Linked DNA regions of Zea mays: all the other regions are linked to region 1. The links are chromatin contacts, called in public Hi-C maps. All regions are on one chromosome and are shown on one strand. The core of a region is the stretch at or near the end of the contact, and the rest is flanking DNA. Distances in the headings are between cores, read along the strand shown.

Evidence for each region. A called contact is a pair of places that touch in the nucleus more often than the background predicts.
Region 2: a Hi-C map of ear shows a contact between it and region 1, with 4 times the contacts expected there. The contact joins two enhancer-like sites. A contact is called at or near these places in 3 of 25 Hi-C or Micro-C datasets (ear, leaf and tassel).
Region 3: a Hi-C map of leaf shows a contact between it and region 1, with 2.1 times the contacts expected there. The contact joins two enhancer-like sites. A contact is called at or near these places in 11 of 25 Hi-C or Micro-C datasets (bundle sheath, ear, endosperm and 2 more).

What each region holds. Positions count from the first base shown.
Region 1 is chr4:209,096,122-209,100,450 of Zm-B73-REFERENCE-NAM-5.0, reverse strand. No RefSeq gene overlaps it. Among protein-coding and RNA genes, the nearest start is that of LOC103654542, 21 kb to the right of the region's middle. Within about 2 kb of position 2,265, at least 16 of the 20 cell types and tissues checked have an H3K27ac peak or open chromatin away from gene starts, as enhancers often do. A contact at or near this core is called in ear, leaf and tassel, where this site is marked.
Region 2 is chr4:209,309,266-209,313,594 of Zm-B73-REFERENCE-NAM-5.0, reverse strand. No RefSeq gene overlaps it. Among protein-coding and RNA genes, the nearest start is that of LOC100276990, 30 kb to the left of the region's middle. Within about 2 kb of position 2,489, at least 14 of the 20 cell types and tissues checked have an H3K27ac peak or open chromatin away from gene starts, as enhancers often do. A contact at or near this core is called in ear, leaf and tassel, where this site is marked.
Region 3 is chr4:209,245,474-209,249,802 of Zm-B73-REFERENCE-NAM-5.0, reverse strand. No RefSeq gene overlaps it. Among protein-coding and RNA genes, the nearest start is that of LOC100276990, 94 kb to the left of the region's middle. Within about 2 kb of position 2,107, at least 16 of the 20 cell types and tissues checked have an H3K27ac peak or open chromatin away from gene starts, as enhancers often do. A contact at or near this core is called in ear, leaf and tassel, where this site is marked.

The DNA of each region.
Region 1 (4,329 bases), core at 1,016-3,515:
AGCGGTCAGTCGAGGGACTCCTGCACTGGAGCTTCCTATAAACTGTAGCGGGTTTTCTGAAGCTAGTGGAACTTTGTAAAGGCCTCGTAGTGTTACCCTGCCTCGCCTCCTCGGTAGAGGTGTATGGGATTGGCTGTCTCTTGGCAGATGAGTAACATGACTTGTGGGTAAAGATGTGCAACCTCTACAGAGTGTAAAACTGGTATACTAGCCGTGCTCACGGTCATGAGCAGCTCGGACACTCACATGATTAAATTATGGAACTTAAACTCAATTTGTCATATGTATTGCATCGCAGGTGAGGTTGTTACTTTTCTACTACTTAATGGGTTGGTATTTACTTATACTTAGTAATTGCTAATAAAATTTTGACCAACTTTAAAAGCAATGCTCAGCTCTAACCATTCTCTTTGGAAAGCCTTACACTTCACATGAGCTCCCACCTTTGGCGAGTTCATGCACATGATTCCCCACAACTTGTTGAGCGATGAACGTATGTGAGCTCACTCTTGCTGTCTCACACCCCCCACAGGTCAAGAACAGGTACCGCAAGATGAGGCGTATGGAGGTTGCTGCGATGTGTTCGTGAGAGGTCTAGGCCGTCGTCTTCCAGTCAACTTTGGGTTGCTGGACCGTTGTCTCCTTATAATGTAGTTATTTATTTATTTTGTATAGAACTCCTGTTATGTAGTAAAGATGTGACATTCGATCCTGTGCCATGATTCATCATATGTGTGAGACTTGGTCCTAGCACACCTGGTGATTATGTTCGCGTCCGGGTCTTGGTGCCCCGAAACCCGGGTGTGACACCCTAGATCCAAAATGTGGCTAAAATTGAGCAAGAATGAATAAAAAAATGACAAAAAAACATAAAACCAACATTTCTTAGCAACTTTCTTCCAAAAAATGAAGATGAAAACTTCCCCTTGTATTTTGTGAAATTTAGACCTCCAAAATCGCCTCCAATAGAAAAAGTTGGCTAGCTGCGAGATACAATTCTGTGGGGGAGAAGAAGGGGTATTTATAATACAAAGTTCATTGGTGGTTGATGTAACAGAACCACCAGTGTTAGCGTAATTTCCACACGGCTTTGAGCTCTTTTCTACCGGTGAGACCATAAGAGCACATTATTATCTGTCATCATATCGAACCGGCCGGCAGTGGCATTTTCTGTTGTGAAGTGATGGCGTGCGTTGTTTGTTGTGGGTAGAAATACATTGATGCTAAAATGGTTATCAACAAGAAGAGAAGCCCTGTTCCGAGCCCACCGGCCGCTTCATGTATCGAGTGTGTCATTGTCAAGTGTTCCATTCTGCAGCATGCAGGCAGGCTTCATGTAAAGTTTCACGAATCCTCATACGATATATATATATATATATATATATATATATATATATATATATATATATATATATATATATATATATATAAGCAAGGCACTCCGACTTGGTAGGCATGTTGATCAATGTGAGAATATCTTAACAGTTTGGTGATCCCTCTTAGACACGCACATGCATACGGCCTGTTTGTCAGCCACGAGACGGCAGCGACAGGCAAGAGGCAACCCCTAGCCCCAGTCCCCAGGCGATCGAAATCGAAAGAAAGGGATGATGTTGACCATGTCTCTATAGGAGAAGAAAGGTAATCGTTGGCTAGTGTGTGAGAGAGAAGAGGAAGGCACGTTAGCCTGCTTTCAGAGCCACAACCAAATTAAAGGTTCCAACCCAACGACCTACTGCCGTCCGTCTGCCACGACTTGGCCCATGCAGTTCCATATCGCCATCGGAGCGACGATCGAGCAATGATGCCACAGCCAGTGAAGCCGTAAAGTGACCACGGCAATTGCCTGGTGTAAAATATAATGGTGACGACGGTCAGTTTACTCGAAGGGCAACACTGCATATCGATCTGAAGCAAGAAGCTGCTGCTAGCTGCTTTGAGCTCTCTCGCTCCCTGCACTAGCTGCAAGAGGAAGACGGCTCACAACACAAGGCAAGGCACATGTGCTCTGTTAGGAGAGGACGCCCGTTGGCTTATCAGGGCAGCAAGCAAAGGCTCGTGAGGCCCCGGAGAGCTAGCAAAAGGGTACGGTCGAGAGATCACCGGCACGTCCACATGCATGCAGCATGCATGTTTGCTGGAGGCTGGAGCACGCTGCACGCAGGCAAACACGCCTCGCGCTGATCGTATTTGATGCATGGTTTCAGACACATGTGTACTGGATGCACCAAACCAATAATACCCCGGCCCCCGGCCCCGGCCTTCTCTCGAGTCACTGTCATGCTGGCCCGGAAGGAGGCAGGCAGGCCACTCGGCCGCTTTTTATGCTCTCCTGCCCACTCATTTTTTTCTTCGACAGATGAAAAAGATCAGATGGGGGAGGGGAGATAGTAGTAGTAAAAGTAATATTCAGTTATTTCGCCCGTTTCCACGCCGGCAGAGGGTACAGGCAAACAAAGGATTCAGATTTCAGAGACGACAGCAGTTGTGTAGCTAGCGCCGAGGCAGACTTGCAACTGCCAATATTTTTCGATAGACAGAGCAGCCAGAGAGGGCATCTGTCAACACAGTGCGGTGAGGTTGCCGTTGCCGATGCCGACAGATAGTCACACTGACAGCTGAGCCGTGGTTACTCCAATCCCACGCAGTACGCGCCGCGTATACTGTATAGTATAGTGCTCATCAATCAGCATGGCATGGCTCCTCCGTAGCAGTAGGAGGAGCTACACATCTTCTCTTCTTCTCTATGATAGTGATAGCCCATGACCTCAGTCTTCACAACACGTACAGCCCCAGGAATGCTAGTACATTACATCTCAGTGGTCCTTATTACTGCAGACCACCTGTTTACTTACTGCTAATTAAGCATAAGCTAGCAGAGCGGTTAATTAGCTCTGTAATACATACTACTGCTCATTTTACTGCAGACCACCCTGGTGAGAGGCATCTAGCCATATGGAATCACGGACAAGGATATCGTCTGGTTCAGGTTCAGCGCCCATGATGCATGCTGTCCGTGCAGTGTCTTTCTCATGGCCGTGTGTGCCTTGCCTGCTGCCTTGGAGATGAGGCCCAAAAGTAACTCACCACATGATTTACCTTTGGTTAATTACATGCATGTCCCAACGTATTTTGGCAGCAGTTTATTTATCTCTAACCATGAGCACTCTACTAATTTACTGCTCGGAGGGAGGGGACTGTGAGGTTTAAATTTTACATTATCCTCGCTCGCTCGCTGATCAAGGGAATCCAACCTCGACTACCCCATATCCATGTTGCAGGATCTGTTGTCCTAGTTATAAACCCACAGCAGCTAGCATTAGGTCAGATTACATCACCAACGCCGCGGTCACCAACGCGGTCAGATTACAATCTAACACTACTATTCAAATGCGTCCATCAATCACCCTTTTTTTTACTGCCACTCCTTGCTGCTTCCCATGAGGAAGAACGTTATCTAGTGTGAGTGTGTGTGCGCGCGGACCAATCCTGCAGCAATGCTGATGCATGGATGCATGGACCACCACACCACACCACTGGCAAGTAGCTAGCTGGTGTTTGTACTACTGCAGCGCGGCATCTGATCTAGAGTGTGTGTGTGGTGTGGACCAGCAAGCTAAGGTGGTCATCAAGAAATAAATATAATCTTGCTACTGTACTAGTACTAACAGCCCGGGGGTAGGGAGGCTGCGATTAATTTGCTGTGCATACCGTCGTCACCCTCATGGGCAGGTGGCGCTGGGCAAGTGAGCATCGTCTCGAGGACGTATGCAAGCAAGCTATAGCTAGCCCCATGTGAATGTGATGTGATGTGGGACGGAGCCCCTCCTCCTCATCTGTTGCTGCACTGCGTGTCTGTGTAATGTAACGCTCATTCCTGTCTCGATCGGTGAACGAACAGCGTTGGCCACGCTTGTACGTAAACAGCTATTCGTTGGCCACGCTTGTAGATGAACATCGCCCTGGTGTGGTGATTCTGTTCACTCCATGCTTCCCGGGGCAAGATATCGACAGGCAGCGTGTTTTTGGATAGATCTAAACTGAAGTCAAGGTATTGCAACCGAATGCGAGATGCAACAGTGAAGTACCACCGCAACTGTTGCATCAGCAGCAGCACTGGTCGGTGTGACAGTGAAACCATGAGCCTTTGGAGACACAGCAGTAGCAGAAGACACATGCATGTCGTACTGCACATCGACTGATGACATGTCTCCTACTACTAACAACTTAATTGAATGGGCTGAATCAGGAACAGAGTTCCTGCAGGCTGGTAGTAGATGGACATGGACGGACCTCTCCACATCATCTCAACAAGTGTCCTTGACCACC
Region 2 (4,329 bases), core at 1,240-3,739, 210 kb before region 1:
TTCAAAATCTTTCCGGTCGGTAGCAGTAGAAGCAGCACACCCAATTTGTCCTGAGTTGTGTCAGAAGGGTTTGGTGAGGTGTCACTTTTGGTGTACCCTACCGATAAAAAATTAGGGGAATGTTAATATAGCTGGTCTATTTATGCGAACCAAGACAAGAATCACAAAATTTACACTTCATTTGTGAAGTTTTCATGATTAGTGTTTTCAGTACTATTTTGTGCATATAGTCAGACTTTTCTACATTTCTTATGTTCTTCCTTTTATGCTGATTTGAATTTGTCCTCACATGATCATGCATCAGTACCCAATGATTCAGACTCATCTGATGCTTCTGCTTCCTTACATAAACATGCATCAGTAAGTCAGCCATCTAGTCCTACTTACTGTAACCAGCATGCATGATCCACCTCTGTAATTTTTATTTCCTAAATATGTCTTTTTATGCTAATTTCAATACGCTATTACGCCCAATTACTAGATCGCGCGTATGCTCCGCTTTGTAAACACGTAGACCACCAAATTGTACATTTTTATGTTCTTCCTTTTATGCTTTTATACTGAGTTGAATTGGTCCTCACATGATCATGCATCAGTACCCAATGATATAACATATTGTAATGGTTTGCATTATCATGATATTAGATATTTTCTTTTATCTTCTGTCTGAAATGCTAGCAACATAATGGTTTACTATATACTTGAGCAGCTACTATGCACTTTCATTTCCTCTATGTATTTCCTGGTGTGGCATTTGGTACTTTGCAATTTATAGCAGAAATGGAATTGAGGGTATCCATGGAGATGCATGTAGCTGAACTCAGTCAAGTTTCTATCCATTGTGTGTGTGTGCGCTTATTTGGGCATCGTGTCCTTCCTTTTCATGGGGTAAACAGGAAAACATTGGGCTTTAAAATTTTTGTATGGCTCGATTGTGGTACTAGAAATGTATAATCATTGTTCTAAAGAAATGCTAGAGGATAAAGAAGCAAGTTACTAAAGTTTTGGAATGTATTCTTTCATTTTCATCCCACTTATCCTATTTCTTTCAGGAATCATAAAAGCATATGGAGGAACTATGTATAGGCTGCAAAGAAGCATAAGAAGCATTTTTATAGCAGAAGCCAAGTGTTATGATGATTTTGTTTTTTCAATTGTGTTTTCCGTTATTAGTTCAGCATGCACATATATTGACATGATTTATGGCATGACATCTGCTATCTTTGTTATATTTATGACATCGTTCTTGATTGATGTGTGCGACATGAATGATGGATCTTTTTAACATCCTGACCATCATTGTGTCGCTCATTATCGTATTTTGTATATCATTTATGGGTTCACGTATATGAAATGACATGTTTCTTATTGAGATCTGAACCATGTGTTGTCTTTTGGTTGTTACATAATAAATGGTCCAGTCGATGCGTTTTACATTCAAAAACTTCTATGCGACATGCACGGAAACTAACGCTAAACATGTGCGATTTAAACTCTGTAATTCGTTACGAAACAGATCAACAATTTATGCTAAAATTCACACCCATTTACGCTATTTTGGATCACATTTTACACAAAAATCCGCACGAGCCATAACCAGCGCACGATCGGACGCGCGTGATTTTTACGGCATAATTTTTGGGCCACATTCGTCGTTATGAAACAAATTTACGATTACGCTAAAATTTGTACCCATTTACGTTGTTTTGGTTTACGTTTTACGCAAAAATCCGTCCGAGCCAGAACCCGCGCACGATCGGACGCGCGCGATTTTTATGCCGTAATTTTTGGGTCCCATTCGTCGTTACGAAACAGATCTATGATTTACGCTAAAATTCATACTCATTTACGCTGTTTTGATTCACGTTTTACGCAAAACTCACCCGATCCAGAACCCGCGCACGATCGGAAGCGCGCGATTTTTACGCCGCAATATTTGGGCACATTCGTCGTTATGAAACGGATCTACGATTTACGCTAAAATTCGTACTAATTTACGCTGGTTTGGTTCACGATTTACGCAAAAATCTGTTGAGCCAGAACCGTGCACGATCGGATGCACGCCTACCTGCACGTAGGTATACCTGGCTGGGGCTTCCCGTACTAATGGAAGCCATGGGCTTCTATTAGTTCGTCTATATATATATATATATATGAGGATGTATGGACTCGTCACCCGTTTCTAGGCGATAGCCAACAAATCTCACATGATTAGGTGAATAACCATACACAAGATAAGGATAATCGACCAAGTCAATCTAATTATGCGGGCGCGGACCGTCTAGACCCTAGGATGTCCGCCATTTTGATGTTCAATGGACACAACACAACTCCTTCTCTGTCCCACTCACCGTAATCCCAGTGACAGGGCCCTACGTAACAACGAACAAGGCATCGTTGTCACTTGCTTCGACCGAAATACTATAGCTTATTTGCTGCACTCCACTACATCCATACATTCATCCTGGGCTTTATGGGCCGACCGGCAAAAAAAATCTAGGCACCAGCGCAAGTCGATGCAGCCCGCATGCGCAAAGTTTTGGACACTGTTGTAAAGCCCGATGCGATTCAGTCGCCAGTACACAACCTAACAAAAATCCGACAACACATCTAGCTGCTGAGGAAGTGTAAAGATTGAAGAACGAGTTTGTGCTACAACTAACCGAACACATCATGATCAACTGACAGATTACATGTAACATTTCTCCTCCTGATCTTCAAACTTGGTCTTGATGTCGACAAAACCAATCCGGTTGCAGCAACCGATGAACTTCTCTCGCTCGGGTGGTTCATCAATATATCTGCAAGCTGATCTCAAGTTGTGATCTGCTCGAGGATAATCTTCCTCATGTCTACGCACTCTCTAATGTAGTAAAACCTTAGGTGCTGCTGTTTGGTTCACTAAATGTAACGTAAATGGAAACGATAATGATTTACACTCGATTACCAGCGATAACAAGTTTGAATAGGCTGATATTACGGTTGAACTTGAACAAACATGGTTTAATGTTATTAGTTACCTATGACATTATAAATATGTGAACCAAGCAATACCTTATATTTATGTGTTTGGTTCCATCATGGTTTTTCATGAGACCTATAACAGACTCGTTGTCTACCTTCAGTACCAGTGCTTTGTGTTCTTCTCTCATCAGGTCCTTCAACAGGCGCGTCAGCCATACCCCTTGACAAGTGCTAGCTGCTGCCGCTATGTATTCGGCCTCACACGATGACAATGTCACTATCTTCTGTTCGTTGGATTGCCAAGTGATTGTTCCTTCCCAGAAAGTATAGCAGCCCGCTTGTACTGCGTCTGTCATCTGGATCCCTGGCATATGGTCACTATCGCTGCCTCGCTGGACCCAACCAAGCACCGTGATCTTCCTATGTCATAGAACACTCCATACTCCAATGTTCCAGCAACATACCGAAGCTAACGTTTCACTACTGCATAGTGGTCTTCTTTTGGCTCCTCCAAAAACCGACTGACAAACCCCACATAGTAGGCTAGATCTGGCCAGCGGTTCACAAGATACTGGAGTCCGCCCACGATACTTCGATACACCGTTGCATTTACCAGGGGATGATCACTTGTGTTGCTGAGCTTGGGCTGCTTCACCATCGAAACTACACAAGCGTTTGCAACCTTCCATTCCATTTCGTGTTATCAGTTTTGCTGCATATGCTCCCTAGCTAATGCTGGTTCCCTTCTTGGTCTGCTTCACCTCAAGAGTCCTAGGTCACTCATCTTGAATAGCTGCATTATCTTTGATTTGAATGGAGCAACCTCACTGCATCTAGTGATCACAAGCACTATCGGAAACAACTTCTTTGCCGGCGAATGCTTTACCGAGTGTGACACTCAGCAAAGAAAGCTCGACGAACTGTACATTGGCAACGACTTCTTTGTCGAGTATTTTTTATTGGGCACTCGACAAAGAATTTGTCGAGTGTCACCCGTTACTCGGCAAAGAAATAAAGTTGTCGTCACGATGGCTGTTAACGGCGACGGAGCCCGTGCTGAGTTATCACGCACTATGTGTAGAAACCTAGCCGAACTACACATGAAATCTTAGAACTTCAATGTAGACCGGCTAGGTTTCTACACATTGGGGTTGACAACTTTCTCGAATTTTTATCAATTTTTATCATAGGCTCTACATATGATATCATGACACGTGGACAAGTTTCATGATTTATGGCTTCGTTTGTGTTTTATACAATTTTTAAACACCTGGATGACAAGTTCACGGTCATGTTTCATGAGCATGGTGCTCGAAAATTCTGGTCTACTCCTGAAATCGGTCGTAACTTGTGCTAAGTAACATG
Region 3 (4,329 bases), core at 858-3,357, 150 kb before region 1:
TCCAGCGAAAAGAAATGTACTGAACTTTTTGGTAATCTTTCTTCGGACCAAGTATTATTATAGTATTAATATTCCATCCCAACATGCCCAAGCAAGCAATCCTGAGCATACATTGGGCCTCAAAGTAGAACCTTTTGGCTATCGAGTCAAACACTACTCCAGGCATCTCGGCACACACTGCAGCGTCGTGCCATGGAGACTTTCACCGTCACGGTCTGGCACGTGCCGTTCCATGTCCACATCATGGATGGTATGGATGGATCGATGGCACACAACACAATCCATGGCCACCTGAGACGTCCCTAATCGGCACAGAGTAAAAGAGAGATGATTATGGAAGACTAAATTAGATCTATACTAGAATAGAGGTCTGGACCAGTTACAAATTGGTTATCGAGTTAATTCCACATATTTTGCTAACAAATCTCGCTAAAAATTTAAACCCTAACTAATTCTGTGCACGAACAAACCGTTCGCGTCGCCACCGCGGACAGTCCGAACAGCGGACCATCCGACCCTAGGGGCGGACAGACCATAGGGCAATTTTAGTGTTCAATGGTTCAGCTTTTTCTGAGAAGTTTTTCTGAGAATCTGACTGTTGCAGAGAATTTGGTTGTGTAGAGAATCTAAGTATTGTGGAGATTACATACGGAGTAAGATAAAAAAAGTCCATATGGTTTAGGATGTATAAAATGACGATTTCCTACTCGGTCGATTCGGTGTTTACATTGATTTTAGACAATTTTGACTAAAGTGGTTCTCATATAACGAGTTAAAAAGTTAGACGTTTGATAATCTACATCAACTTTTGATAACTAGAAGCTGAAAAAAACTGAAACAAACAAGTCCATAATCTGTGAGATGTCTAGGCTCTTGCTGCCTGGTCTAGCTGGTGGTCAAATATGCAAATATGTTCGTTTCGTTTCTCGCACGAAATGTGTTCTCCTTTTTTCCCACTCGTCATACAATACAACTCAATGGGCCGCTACTGTGCTTCTTGGGCCTCGTCTGTACGAATGAATGTGTCATAGTAGTAGATGGAGCCCAACATAATTTGCTGCTGGCATGATGATAATACGACAAGGGAAGAGAGGTTTCCAGCGAAAAGAAATGTACTGAATTTTTTTGGTAATCTTGGGACCAAGCATTATTGTATTAATATTCCATCCCAACATGCCCAAGCAAGCAATCCTGAGCATATATTGGGCCTCAAAGTATTGGCTCATCCTCTCACGTGTCAAACACTACTCCAGGCATCTTGGCACTCACAGCAGCGTCGTGCCTAGAGATGGCAACGGGTACAAACCCGTCGGGTTTTGCTATCCCAAACCCGTACCCGTAAAAAATATTTACGTCCATTAAAAAACCCGTACCCATGACGGGTTTGAAATTTTGCCCAAACCCGTACCCATCGGGTTAGCGGGTACCCACGGGTTACCCGCGGGTTTTATCTCCAATATGTTTATTCTTTTTATAATCAATAAGTATTGTAATGATTAATGAGATCATGGTCCAAAATTTATGTAATGAACAATGAGTTCATGATTTGGTATAAAAATATTAATAGAGAGAATTAAATACAAATAATAAGTTGTATAATCAAGTTACCTTGCACTAGGTTATACATCCACCACATATATAACACTAGTAATAACTATAATAGCAAGAAAGCAACACTCTCACCAACTACTTATACATTCACTATTTGATAAAAATTAGGAAGTAAATAGGTAGATAACAAGTTTGTTGTTCGTTTATAAAATAAAATGACAATATGCACTATGTTTGTCGGGTTTAAAAAACCCACGGGTTCACGGGTTTGGGTACTATAGGAACAAACCCGTACTCATAAACCCGTCGGGTATACATTTATGCCCATTAACAAACCCATGGGTATGAAAATTGACCCAAACCTGTACCCTAATGGGGTAAAAACCCATCGGGTTTCGGGTTTCGGGTACCCATTGTCATCTCTAGTCGTGCCATCCAGGCATCTTGGCACTCGCAGCAGCGTCGTGCCATGGAGACTTTCAGCGTCACGGTCTGGCACGTGCCGTTCCATGGCCACATCACAGATGGATATGGATGGATCGGTCGCACGCAAGACAGTCCATGTGAGGCTAGCTGCGGCCCCATGCTGCTGATGCTTGCTGGCAGGCAAGCACCTCACACCTCCCATCCGATCATTTTGTTGTGTAGTGCCTTCTCCCTTCCTTTTTTTAAGGATGTGTTTGATTAAGCAGTGAAGTAGAATAAATCAACTTCATTCTAGTTTTTTAAATATTTGTTTTTTTTTAAAAAAAAGAGTGGAACGGCTTCTAATATCTTTATATAAAATTTACCATAAAAAGTTGGAATGCTCCCGCTCCACCAAAATGATCGGATACGAGTACTCTCCTCTCTTTTTACTCTCTATATTTATATGCCCTCTAACTAAACAAAGAACGAAGCGAATCTGCTCTATTCTATTCTTCAACCAAACAAAAAATAAAGTGACTTTGTTCTGCTTGCCAAACGAAGAATTGAACGACTTCATTCTAAAAAACTAGAATGGAACCGCTCAATCCTAATTGACTCTCCAACTAAACATATGTCTTGATGGTCCAAAAGAGACATAGACTGCTCTTACAACCTCCTCAAAATATTTTTTTTGATTTTTTCTGCTTCACGCAATAATCCCATAGCAAAATGTTAACATCCACATTGACAAGGTGAATCCAATGTGAGTGGCATGACTCAAATTTCATGGCGAAAGAGAGAGAACACACCATCTGCCATATATATCTTTGAACCGGCAGTGTCATTTTGTGCCGTCGTATGATGGCATGCATGCATTGCTTGTTGTTGGTAAAACACATCGACGCTAAAATGATTTTTGAAGCCTTGCTCCGCTTCTTGTGTTCAGTATGGAATATAATATAGTTACCATGGTTCATGTGGACGTCGTGAAGAAAGCTCATGCAAATGAAGTGTCACATTCGTGCAAAGAAGCAAGGCACTCCTACGTACTTAGATGGTACATCATGTATATATTGCAGACTCGCACATCTATAGTGACTAGTGAGAGCTTCAGTTTGATGATGCCCAGATATTGATCAATTGAGATATTAGAAGAAACCAAATCAAATTAGTTCATAACTTGGATATTATGTAACACTTCAAATGTGGCTAATTTTTTTATGCTATCTCCATTTCATTTGCATATTTATTTGTTATCGACTCACAACACGTGATTGTTGTTAGAAATATAAATAAGAGTCATCGGAATATCCTAGATCTAATTCAATAAGGACTTTTCTTGTACTCCAAATCTACATATATGTAAATTAATTAATAGGTGGTCGAGGTGGAGGCGCTCGTGGGTAAGCTAGATGCGATCGGCTGCAACAGACAACCTGCGATGGACGGGGTCTATAGGTGATCAAGCGGGTACGATCAAGTGTCAACGTCCTGGTCTAGAAAGGCAAGCCACATCCGACTCCACCAAGTGCATAGATCAACTCCAACAATATTAACTACACCATCTATATCGATAACCTTGTTCACCATTAGCCTACGTTTATCATCACCGATGATCTTCATCAACATCATGAGCAGCGAGACCAAATGCAACATATCATAAGGGGTATGCATAATGATTATAAAAGACTAGTACGTACTTTTGATAAATCTACTATTACAAATTTTCCTTCGCATGAGGTTGAATTGGGGGAAAACACACGTGATTCATCGACTACATGTTGTCACGACCAGTCACAACCCCTTTACGGGATGCCGATAGACACGTATCGTGGGCAACCGCAGCCTCCTACGCAAATCGGCGGTAAATTCGCCGATCTGCGCACGTCCGGACTGTGCGCGTATGGGCGCGGACCGTCCGGGCCAGCGACGGCCGATTCTGATTTTAGAAACAAAATACCAAGACCTACACCTGAGCCACCACATACTGTGCAAACCCTAAACTATCCAGTCAGACCATCCGCACATGGCACCGGACCATCCGAATACAACACAAGACGGTCCGGCCATATGGCCGGACAGTCCGCGCACGCAACCGAACGGTCCGCGTACCTAACCGGACGGTCTGGTGTGGAGTTTTTTTGAGGAAGAGTTTTATCCAACTCCGCATCCGTCCCAGCTAAACTTCCCATCGCACTATACAATGCACCAGCACCATTGTATAGCATACCAAACCCATGGGGGCCAGTACTTTCCGGGCCCCTCCTAAAAGGCCGAAAAGGAATGGCCAGTCCTATGAGCCGAATAGGGCAAGTACTAATGCGCCACAAAACCCAAACCAATGGGGGAAGACAACAAACTAATATCCAA